Regions from separate parts of the Mus musculus genome. Here all the other regions are linked to region 3. A link is a contact called in public promoter capture Hi-C data. All regions are on one chromosome and are shown on one strand. The core of a region is the stretch at or near the end of the contact, and the rest is flanking DNA. Distances in the headings are between cores, read along the strand shown.

What was found. Promoter capture Hi-C pulls out the DNA fragments that hold promoters and counts their contacts.
Region 1: a promoter capture Hi-C map of pre-B cells shows a contact between it and region 3, with 3 times the contacts expected there. The contact joins the promoter of Poldip3 here to the promoter of D130051D11Rik in region 3. A contact is called at or near these places in 1 of 39 promoter capture datasets (pre-B cells) and 1 of 115 datasets of contacts at active chromatin or transcription factors (embryonic stem cells).
Region 2: a promoter capture Hi-C map of liver shows a contact between it and region 3, with 4 times the contacts expected there. The contact joins the promoter of Tspo here to the promoter of D130051D11Rik in region 3.

Annotation. Positions count from the first base shown.
Region 1 is chr15:83,147,255-83,150,856 of GRCm38.p6, reverse strand. Poldip3 (polymerase (DNA-directed), delta interacting protein 3) reads left to right here and starts at 1,479. Exons shown (of 9, transcript NM_178627.4): 1 at 1,479-1,662. The coding sequence starts at 1,604. Rnu12 (RNA U12, small nuclear) reads right to left here and starts at 1,212; the gene lies at 1,063-1,212.
Region 2 is chr15:83,561,962-83,565,196 of GRCm38.p6, reverse strand. Tspo (translocator protein) reads right to left here and starts at 1,624. Exons shown (of 4, transcript NM_009775.4): 1 at 1,553-1,624.
Region 3 is chr15:85,633,126-85,636,624 of GRCm38.p6, reverse strand. D130051D11Rik (a long non-coding RNA gene) reads right to left here and starts at 2,029. Exons shown (of 2, transcript XR_003951642.1): 1 at 590-2,029.

The DNA of each region.
Region 1 (3,602 bases), core at 230-2,729, 2.5 Mb after region 3:
ACTTTGCCAAAGCCTCAGTCATAGGGCATTTCAAACTAGTAGCCTGGGATTCCTGAGCCAAGCTCGTGAATATTCTTGTGGGAAACTGATTCTTGTCTCTTAGGAAGGCCTTCCTTTCATAACATGTACATTTTTTTTAAATGTTCCATATGGCAGATAGTTTTTTTTTTTTTTTTAGATTTATTTTATTAATATATGTAAGTACACTGTAGCTGTCTTCAGACACTCCAGAAGAGGGAGTCAGATCTTGTTGCGGATGGTTGTGAGCCACCATGTGGTTGCTGGGATTTGAACTCTGGACCTGCGGAAGAGCAGTCGGGTGCTCTTACCCACTGAGCCATCTCACCAGCCCCAACATGTACATTTTCAAGGGAACATGAGAAACTGACCCAAGAGCATCATGTTTTTATTTTTGAAAAAATTATCTATTTTTATGTTTATGAGTGTTTTGCCTGTATACACATATATGTATGTATGTATGTATGTATGTATGTATGTATGTATATGTATGCAATAGCCTGGGAGGTCAAGAAGGCATTGAATCTCCTGGCACTGGAGTTACATGTGAACTTCCATGTGAGTGCTGAGAACCAAACCCAGGTAGATCCTTTGCAATATCAGCAAGTGCTCTTAGCCGCTCAGCGGACCAGCTTCTAGAAATTCTGTCTCAACAATGAGAAACTATCCCATAGGTCAAACACTAACATGTCAGTTAAGAGACCACCTTCATTTGCCTCATTTACACAGTCAGGAGGCAAACGGAAAGGTGACTAGTCTAGGCATCAGAAACTGAGCACGACCTTACAACGTAGACGACCTTACAACATGGGCAGTTATGTCCAGGCATGATCAATTGAAATTGAGGTACATAGCAGTAGGAGAACAACAGTCCCATCTTGTCTGAAAAACAGTAAGAGAGAGGCTGGAGAGGTGGGGCGCGCTCACGCTCACACACCAGGTAGGGCAAAGGCAGGCATCAACATACGACTTGCAACCACTAGCACCTGAGAGCAACCATTCAGAGGAGCTGCTAAGCTTTCTATTCTTGTAGAATTAGGGGGTCGGGCAGATCGCGTCACCCAGGCATCCCGCAAAGTAGGCGGGTCGCCTCAGATTGCAACCTATACCCGCTCAAAAATTCTTCTCACATAAGCAGTGAGGACTCGGGCGTCACCCCGAATCGTTATTTTCCTTACTCATAAGTTTAAGGCATGAGGAACGTGTCTACGTTCCTCAGGGGTAAGAAATTATATTCTCATTACAAGTATGGTGAGTGTCCGATCGGCTGTATGACTAAAAGACTTGTCCTCTTGATAATGCTTTTTAATGGTTTATGATCGATATAATTCTAATTCCTCATTAGCAAAAGGAGGAGGGGGGAGAGAGAGCCCATAAGGCTCCGGACTCCTCCATGCAAATTAGAAGCGAGCACCGCAAAGGCTCACGGGGAGAGAGGCTCCACCCCTTCCGTCTCGAGCTTTTCGTTTGAGCTGTCGCGAGAGTTGGCCGTCCGGGTTGCCGGAAGCCGCTCTTGACTCCGGCCGCGGGGCGGGCTCGCCGCAGTCGGCTTCTCCTCCGTTCTCCGCTAGCTGCGCGCCGCAAGATGGCCGATCTCTCGCTGGACGAGCTCATCCGGAAGCGCGGGACGGCGGCCAAGGGACGGTGAGCGGCCCTTTCCCTTTTCCTCGAGGCTCGTAGGGGCCTCGCTGCTTCTTGGGGTTCGGGGGCGGAGGAGGGAGCGGCTCCGGGGGGCGACGCCGCTTGCGCCCGCCCCCTGCGTCCGCCGCGCTCCTTATTGGCCCGGCCGCGCGGGCCCAGCTGCTGGTCGGTCCACTGGCTGCTGGGCCCGGGAGGCCCGGGAGGCCCGATCGCAGGCGAGCCGAGGGCTGGGCGGGCCAGGGCCTTGCTCCCCGGAGGATCGGGTCCGGGGGGACCACGGTGGCGCCGTCTCCGCTCGGCCTTTAGGTCCTGGGAGTTAAGAGGGCGGAAGTTGAGCGGAGGAGCCGCCAGCCCAGAGCTGTTTATGGCCAGTTCTGCTGGTTCTCCTATGCCACGGTGCTTAGCCCGACCCGTTTTAAGCAAAGAGCTCTTTCATAGGCGAGACGCCTTGTTCCTTTCACTGTGATATCTGTAATGGTTGTCTGATCGTTTTGTTTTCTCTTGAGGCCGGCTTTCACATAGCCGGAGCGAGCCTCGAACTCGCTGCGTCTCCGAGGCTGGCCTTAAAACGCCAAGAGTCTCCCTCCTCCTCCCGTTTCTCAAGGGCTGAGATGACAGGCCAGTTTGTTTCCGTTTTGAGAGCCGGCGTCCTCCATGTTATCCAGGAACTCCTGATCTCAAATCCATCCTCCTGCCTCAGTCTCTTGAGTAGCTGGTGCTCCAGGCGCTCCGCTGTTGCTTAACTATTTTATTCCGCATTTCACAAACGGGAAAGCTGGAGCCAGAGAGAAAGACTTTCCCAAGGCCACCGAGTGCCCCAACTGAGTTGGCCTCAGGCAAAGACAGACAAAACAGTTCCAAGAGGGTGGCATTGGCATTCATGGATGTATGCCCTGATGTCTTAAGTGAGACAGTCAGACTCAACATACTCTTAAACATCGATAGCCATTTCTAGCTTTTATAAATGTGCAGGTGAAAAAGTGGTTAAGTCGGCCCGTGGTCAGCAGGCATATAGATACACTGCTGTAGGTGTCAGGAACTGTTTTCCTGGGGCTGGAGAGATGGCTCAGCAGTTAAGACACCAACTGCTCTTCCAGAGGTCCTGAGTTCAATTCCCAGCAGCATGGTGGCTCACAACCATCTGTAATGAGATCTGATGTACTCTCTTCTGCTATGTTTGAAGACAGTAACAGTGTACTCACATACATAAAATAAATAAACCTTTTTATTTTTTTAAGGAACTGTTTTCCCAGACACTGATCTGCTCAGCTATGCCAATCCTTCCCTACGCCTGTGTCTAGTAAACACTGTTGCCTCCTACACTGAAAGGAGACAAGCTCCCTCCAATCTCAGTGCCACCCAGCTCACCAGCTCTTATTGTCACATGTCTTCTGGGTCGTAAGAGAGATTGACACCCACAATGATTAAGCCATTTAAAAGTTTTGAGCGGGGCAGTGGTGGTGCACGCCTTTAATCCCAGCACTTGGGAGGCAGAGACAGGCGGATTTCTGAGTTCGAGGCCAGCCTGGTCTACAGAGTGAGTTCTAGGATAGCCAGGACTACACAGAGAAACCCTGTCTCAAAAAAACAAACAAACAAAACCAAAAAAAGTTTTGAGACCTTTTATTGATGGCTAGGCCATGAGTCAGTCACTTAGTGACCATGCTTGGGGATACATTGTTTTTAAAGACAAAACCAATTACATGGGTGCTGGGGAGGAGGTCACACTAGTGAGGAGTTTGGGGTGGCCTGTAATATGTGTTTTCTTGCAGAGGTCAGCAGTGTGTTTCAGACACTCCATGACATTTTATTTGCACTTCTTCATGGTTATTTTAGTTTCATGTTAAACTTGCACAGACATCAGTTATATTGGTTCATGTCTGCAACAAGGGAGGACCATGGACATTCCCAAAAGCAATTCCAAGGCGGATGTGGCTGGTGAT
Region 2 (3,235 bases), core at 375-2,874, 2.1 Mb after region 3:
ACTCACTCAGTCAAACCTTCATGTACTCCCCACAGCAGCCACAGGGCAGGGGTCAGCCACCTCTCTTTGATCCACAGTCCCCAGAAAGGGTTTATTGCTAGTGTCACCTTCCAGGTAAAGAAACTGATATGGGGCTGGAGAGATGGCTCAGGGGTTAAGAGCACTGACTGCTCTTCCAGATGTCCTGAGTTCAAATCCCAGCAACCATACAGTGGCTCACAACCATCTGTAATGAGATCGGATGCCCTCTTCTGGTGTTTGAAGACAGCTACAGTGTACTTACATATAATAAATAAATAAATCTTTAAAAAAAAAAGAAGGAAAGAAAGGAAAGAAAGAAAGAAAGAAAGAAAGAAACTGATGGGGAAACTGTAGAACATTCCAGGTTGGTATCTCTACATCCACAATGACACTCGGCCACTCTCGGTCACCTTCCCTTGGGATACAATGCCCTGGGCAAGGATCAGGTCCACAGGCTGTCTCTCTTCTCAGTGTCTGATGGACACAGGCCAACAGCATCGCCCTCTCCATACTTAGCACCATCACTCCATAGAGCTTCGGGCCCCACCTCTTAGTAGGACAGCCAGAAAGGATGCCTGAGCCCTCCTTCTCCTAGGCTGCTATCTGTGAAGCTAGGTCAGAGCCAATGGGCCTGGGGTACCTGTTGCCCTGGGGCTTCCCTAGAGACTATGACCCAGAAACAGAAGGGAGCCGGCCACGCCCTCTTCCGTCCACTGCGTGAAGCTCCTCCCATCCTTGAGCTTTCCTTCCAGCAAAGCCGTTTCTGTCCCGAGGAATTTTAGGACTTTTTGTTTTTAACGAACTTGCAAATCCTCCTTATACCTTTTGCCAGCTTTTCTCATTCTGAAAGTAATCATCGCGCCAGCAACAGGTCAGTTAGGACCGGCAGGAACTGGTCACCATGAGGTCTGGGGTGTGGGGAAATGGCGTGGCGGAGTGGCAACTTTATCAAACAAAACTGGCTTTCAAGGCGCCGCTTGCACAACCCCCTAACAAGGGGAACACAAACAGAAGCCGAAAACTCCGATCAGAGAAAAGCTTAAAAAGCAAGCCTGCTGTCTGTCGGCCTCACCCCTCAGGTACCTACCACTATCAAGAGTTTCTAGACGCTGGCGGGTCTCAGCCCTGAGACGGCCAGGCACACACACGCAGTACCCAAGTTCACAAATCACTACGCAGGAGAAGCGTCCACACCACACATGCAGGCTTTGATCTCAAAGCAGGCTTAGGCAGCTGCCGCTCAAATCCTGGCTCCTGGGCTTTGCATAGTCTCGGTTTCCCACGGATCCCAGAACTCCTCTGCAGGGGAAGCAGGATTCCCAGCAGCCAGAGGCTATCTCCTCTTCCCGCCCAGCTGCCTCCAGCTGCAGCAGCCAACTCCTGCCTCACCGAGGTAGGCACAGGACATTGGCCGCTGTCCCCAAAGGCCAAACACCCTCAGCCTCAGCAGCACATCCTCGGGAGGAGTCCCTCCCGCTTGGACCTGGCCTCAGTTTCCCTTTTGGCTCCCCGCCGTCAGGGTCTCACGTACCCACAGCCCCGCTCACGCAGTCGCTGGTTGTTCCGTGAAGGACACTGCGCACAGAGGTTGGTAGCCGCTGACCCCGCCTCGCCCCGCCCCGCCCTGCGCCGCACCCGGAGGCACCCTGCCTTCCCAGGCCCGCCCTCAACCAGGCACCCCTCTTTTTTTCTCTCCTCATCGTGGGCCTGGACACAGAGGGGAGAGATGCATCGCAGACAGGCAGACAACGAATGCCACAGAGGTGGCACATGTTTGTATTTCACACCGAGACAGGAGGATGACAGTGAGCTCGCAGTCAGTCTGAGCTGCGTATTATATTCCCCCCCCCCCCCCCACTGTGCCTGGCTGAATTCTACCTATCATCTTATCCGTATTTTGTGTTTTTTGTTTGTTTGTTTATTTGTTTGTTTGTTTTAATGAGGGACTTGGGATATAGTTCCATTGTGGAGTACTTTCTGTGCACGCAAAGGCCCCTGAGTTTCAATCCCCAGCACTGCCCAAAATAAAGGAAAACAAAACTAACCGCTTTCTGCCTCTTGTGTTAGTAAGGCCCTAGGCGCTATGCCTGGCCACACCCACTTGCTGGCAGCCCTCAACCTCTTCCTGTGAGTCAATTAGAGTAGGCTGGCTGGGCAAGGAGCCCCACCAATCTGCCTGTTTCAACCTCCTGGGCCCTGGGATTATAACTGTGTACTACTATACCCAGGGTTTTAACACAGGTTCTGGAAATGAAACTCAGATCCTGGTGTCTGCAAGGTAAAGGTGAGCATGCGACCCACTAAGGTATCGTCCCAGTCCCGGGCTTCCTGTTCTTAACCAGCAGCACAGCAGCCGAAGGCGGTCTGATTGAGACATCTCTCAGCACACCTCTGCAGCCTTGCCAATCCCTGCGGCAACGGCTCTACATGCCTTGTACGTGCCTACAGCTTTTCAGTCTCTCTGCGCCCCTCTGGCGTACCCTTGTCTGCCTCCTGGATAGGTTTCACGTCCTATTGTGTATTTGCAAAGGATTGACTGTCACCGGGAAGGGGGAGAGGGAGCTGGGGGAGGGGATCTATGGTGGAAATTTAGTCCCCGTTGTGAAGAATCAAGAGGTGAAACCAAGTGGGACCAGGTGGACCTTGAGGTGACTATGTCCCAAGGATTCACGGTGTGGCCCCTATCCATTCACGATTCATTCAGGAATAGATCCATCGGTTATCCTGAGTGTAGGTCTGGTATCAAAGCCAGCCAGTGCAGGTTCTCGGATAGGGCCCCTCTTGTCAGATGAAGCCCTACATCCCTTGGATTCTGTAGAGAGTCTCCACCAGCAAGGAGGCTCTTGTGAGATGCAGCTTCTGACCTTGAACTTTACAACCCTGAGGACGGTAACTTGTACTCTATATAAATGGCCCAGTATGTCATTCAGTGATAGAAACAGAAAACTAACTGAAGCATCTTCCCTCTCAGTGGCTCATTTTGTCTAGGTTGGCTAGTCCTCCTAGAGCTCTTGCCAGAGTCCCTCTGTCCTTCAGATCCTTGGAAGTGGGTTGTGGTCCAGCGGCCTCATGCTGTGTGTTATGACATCAGTATGCAACTGTATACATCTCTGGCGCACTCGACTGTTGTTGCTACTACCTTCTTGCTACAGCCTGTGGATGTAAATTTGGGCTGCAAAGATTTGAAATTTTACAAGCACAGCCTCCTATGTGA
Region 3 (3,499 bases), core at 780-3,279:
AATCAGCGAGGCCTCTCTGCATTGTGGCTAGCATGCCCTGAGGAGTAAATACTCACCCTATACTGGCTTAGGTGGAACCCAGAATGATTTTCTGAGCACAAAAGTAGTCTAGACCCTCCTACTAAGTCCTGTTCAGCTCCAAGAGTCCTTATTCCTTGGACCACACCCAAGACACATTTATTCTTTTTTTTTCCCATAAAAAGGGGGGCACTGGTCTCTGAGTTGAGATTCCTCGACTCACTTGAAATTATTGGGCTGAAGTGTGCCTCTGTCCACAATTGGTGGGAAAAAAACAAAACAAAACAAAACAAAAACCAGAGAGGCCATTCTCTTGGAAACCATGTGTTTTCTTTTTATAGAGGTGCCCATCCAGTTCCCAAGCTTTGTCTTCTAATATGGAGAAAGAAAAAAAAAAAAAACCAAAAAACCAAAGCACTGTAAGGCTGCCTCTCTGAGGCACATTTCAGTCTAGAAAATCTGGACTATTGCAAACAAATGAGGTAGAACCTCAAGCCCAGGGCTAGGTACCCACTGCTGCCAACAGCCACCACATAAGACCTGGAAAGACACTATGGAACCAATAAGATACCTTAGGCTATCCCAAGGAGAGCAGTAGGTGCAGAAGAGAGAGGCACTCTCAGTGCACAAGGCTGGTTTCTTCAAAATTATATATGAGAACACTGGGTGGTCTCTTTCATACACATTCTGTCCCTGAGAGTGGCTTGGCAGGCTTGGTCCAACAAACCAGATGCTTGGAAATCACCTACTTTTCCATGTTCTTCAAAGGCATCATAGAGACCATCTTCTGCAACCCACTCCTGACTCCGGTACAAAGAAAGACAGCGCACAAATGATGCACAATCTACAATGTTTCATTTGGGGGTTGATCTTGTAATGGTGCAGAAGCGACAGGCATCAGCAGAAACACTACTTGGGATTTTGAGTTTGATCTCTTCCATGCTGGTGATAATGCGATATAAGCACCCTTTCTCAACGCTGGCCATCACCAGGGGAAACCACATGCTCCAGTGTGCTGAGTTGATAAGCCAGGACATTTAGTAGATTAAGCAACCCCATGATGTTTTAAGCCACAGTGGGTCCTCTGTATGAGCCATTATTAAAGGTTAAAGAACCTTTATTTGATGGTCTCGGTGAACAAGTTGGGGTGGGGACATCAGGCACCTCCAGGATGCTTAAAGTCTTCTGGCTAGGAATAAAGAATGATGAACGGGGCAGTGCTGGCGACGAGAGGTGACCACGGAAAGGAACTATGTGCTCCAGCTGAGCAGAACAGATTAAACCAGAGAATCAGAACCAGGGTGTGGAAGGACTTGTCTCTCTGTGGAGGGACAGTGCTGGCCACAGTGGCTAGGAGCCCTGCGACAGCACATCAGAAGCATGTGCGGGCCTTCCTGAAAAGTGGCTGTCAACAAATAGGCGCTCTCGTCTCTGGGCCTGCAGACCTCCAAAAGGGGCGTTCACACTGCGGGGCTAGCCTGGGCTCTGCATTTCTTGGATAGGGCTGAGCACCCGGCAGGGCCACGTCGCTCCTGGTACAGAGGGAGGCTACAGTCTAAAGTAGGAGGGGCCTCGGGTTCCCGGTGCCAGGACTCCGCCGCCAAGACGGTGCCGTGGCCTGCCCCCTCTAGGGACCTAGAAAGCTCCACGCTCACACCTTGAGGGGGTACAGAGGGAGCAGAAAAGGCAGAAGTGCGCCCACGGCGCCCACAGCCCTTAAAATAACACACAACTCTCACGCTCCACCCCGGAAGCAGACTCGCGGTAGACGTAGGGCGGGGCCTCTCGAGTCTGGGGGCGTGACTTCTAAGTAGCCTGCGCCGGAAATGAAGTCCAGGGTGCGGCATACTTGGAGGCCGCGGTTCGCAGCTGAGAGGCGGGGCCCTGTCTAGAGGCGGAGCCTTGCCCAGCTGGAGGTGGAGCCACTGGGCCACCATCTCCGACTTCCGGGGTCGCGGGCGGTGCGGGCGGAGTGAAGCACAGAGTGGGCGGGCCCTGGGTCGGCCAGCTCTGAATGCAAATTTACGGCCTAGCAGGCTGCGGCTCCGGGGCGAGGCCTGCGTGTGGGGCGGGGCCTAGGTATGTGGGCGGGACCTGGCGCCGGGCACGCCCAACCTTAGTGCGGGCAGGCGGGAGGCGGAGCCTCTGCGCGCGGCCTAAATGAGTTTGCGCAGACTCAGGGCGGGCTCTCAGCCTGTCACTGTGAACCTTAGGGCTGCATTTCACTTGAATCAGATTTTCGTTTTAGTCAGACTTTTCTGTTCTGAAAGCTTTCCTGCCCTTGGAGTTTGTAAATCTTGGCAAGGAGGAAGAAAACGGGTAACCCTCAAGCTCCTCGTGAGATTTTTCCTTTTTTGAGGCTGTGTACGTGATGTAAAGAGTCTTGCAAAATTGCAGTAACACTTGAGAATACCTTAAAAATACCCAGTTCTTGATCTAAGGGTGTACCTCAGTTGGTAGAGTCCTTTCCTAGCAGACAGGAGACCTTGGCTTCCATTCTAGTATCAAACAAACAAACAAACAAAAACTTTATAATTTTCCAACTCAAAAATCATACGTTACTGGAGAAAATTTAGAAAGTTGACAAGAATTTTTAAAAACCTGATCAATATGCCAGGTAGTGGCACACTCCTTTAATCCCAGCACTTGGGAGGTAGAGGCAGGTGAATCTCTGCTCTTGAGACCAGCCTGGACTACAGAGCAAGTTCCAGGACAGTCAGGGCTATATCTCAAAAACACCAACAACAACAACACAAAAAACAACAACAAAAACAAATAAACACTCTGATTATTTAAGATCACTAGTGTTAACATTTTGACGTTTCTATTTTTATAATTCTATGTATATTTGAAACAGAAATAGGGACAATACTATACAGTACTACCTTGCCCTTTGTCTTTTTGTGGCTGGTGTTGCTGTGAGGGTCTGACCATAGCCCTATTTGTGGCCCCACACAGCCCTAGATGGGAAACCCCTTTGTTATTTAACTCTCATAGGCCGTCTTGTTTCCATCTCTTTTGAGTTTTCCTTTCTTTCTTTCTTTCTCTCTTTTGTTTTTGTTATTGTTTTTTGTTTGTTTTTGTTGTTTGTTTTTTCGAGACAGGGTTTCTCTATATAGCCCTGACTGTCCTGGAACTCACTTTGTAGACCAGGCTGGCCTCGAACTCAGAAATCTGCCTGCCTCTGCCTCCGGAGTGCTGGGATTAAAGGCTTGAGCCACCAAGCTCGGCCCTCTTTTGAGTTTTCTACATTTAAAAGGTAACAATGTTTCAACAAGTGATAAATCACTTGTAGCCAAAAAATAGATACCTAGTGTCCAGATTACATAAAGAACTAAAACTCAACAATGAAATCCCTAATTTAATTATAGGCAAAGGACTTAAATGTTTTTAAAGACTAAGTAGCTAAGACCCATACAGCCAACAAGATACTCATTGTGGCCAATCAACAGAGGGGAAAAAAAAAAAACCAAATTCACAA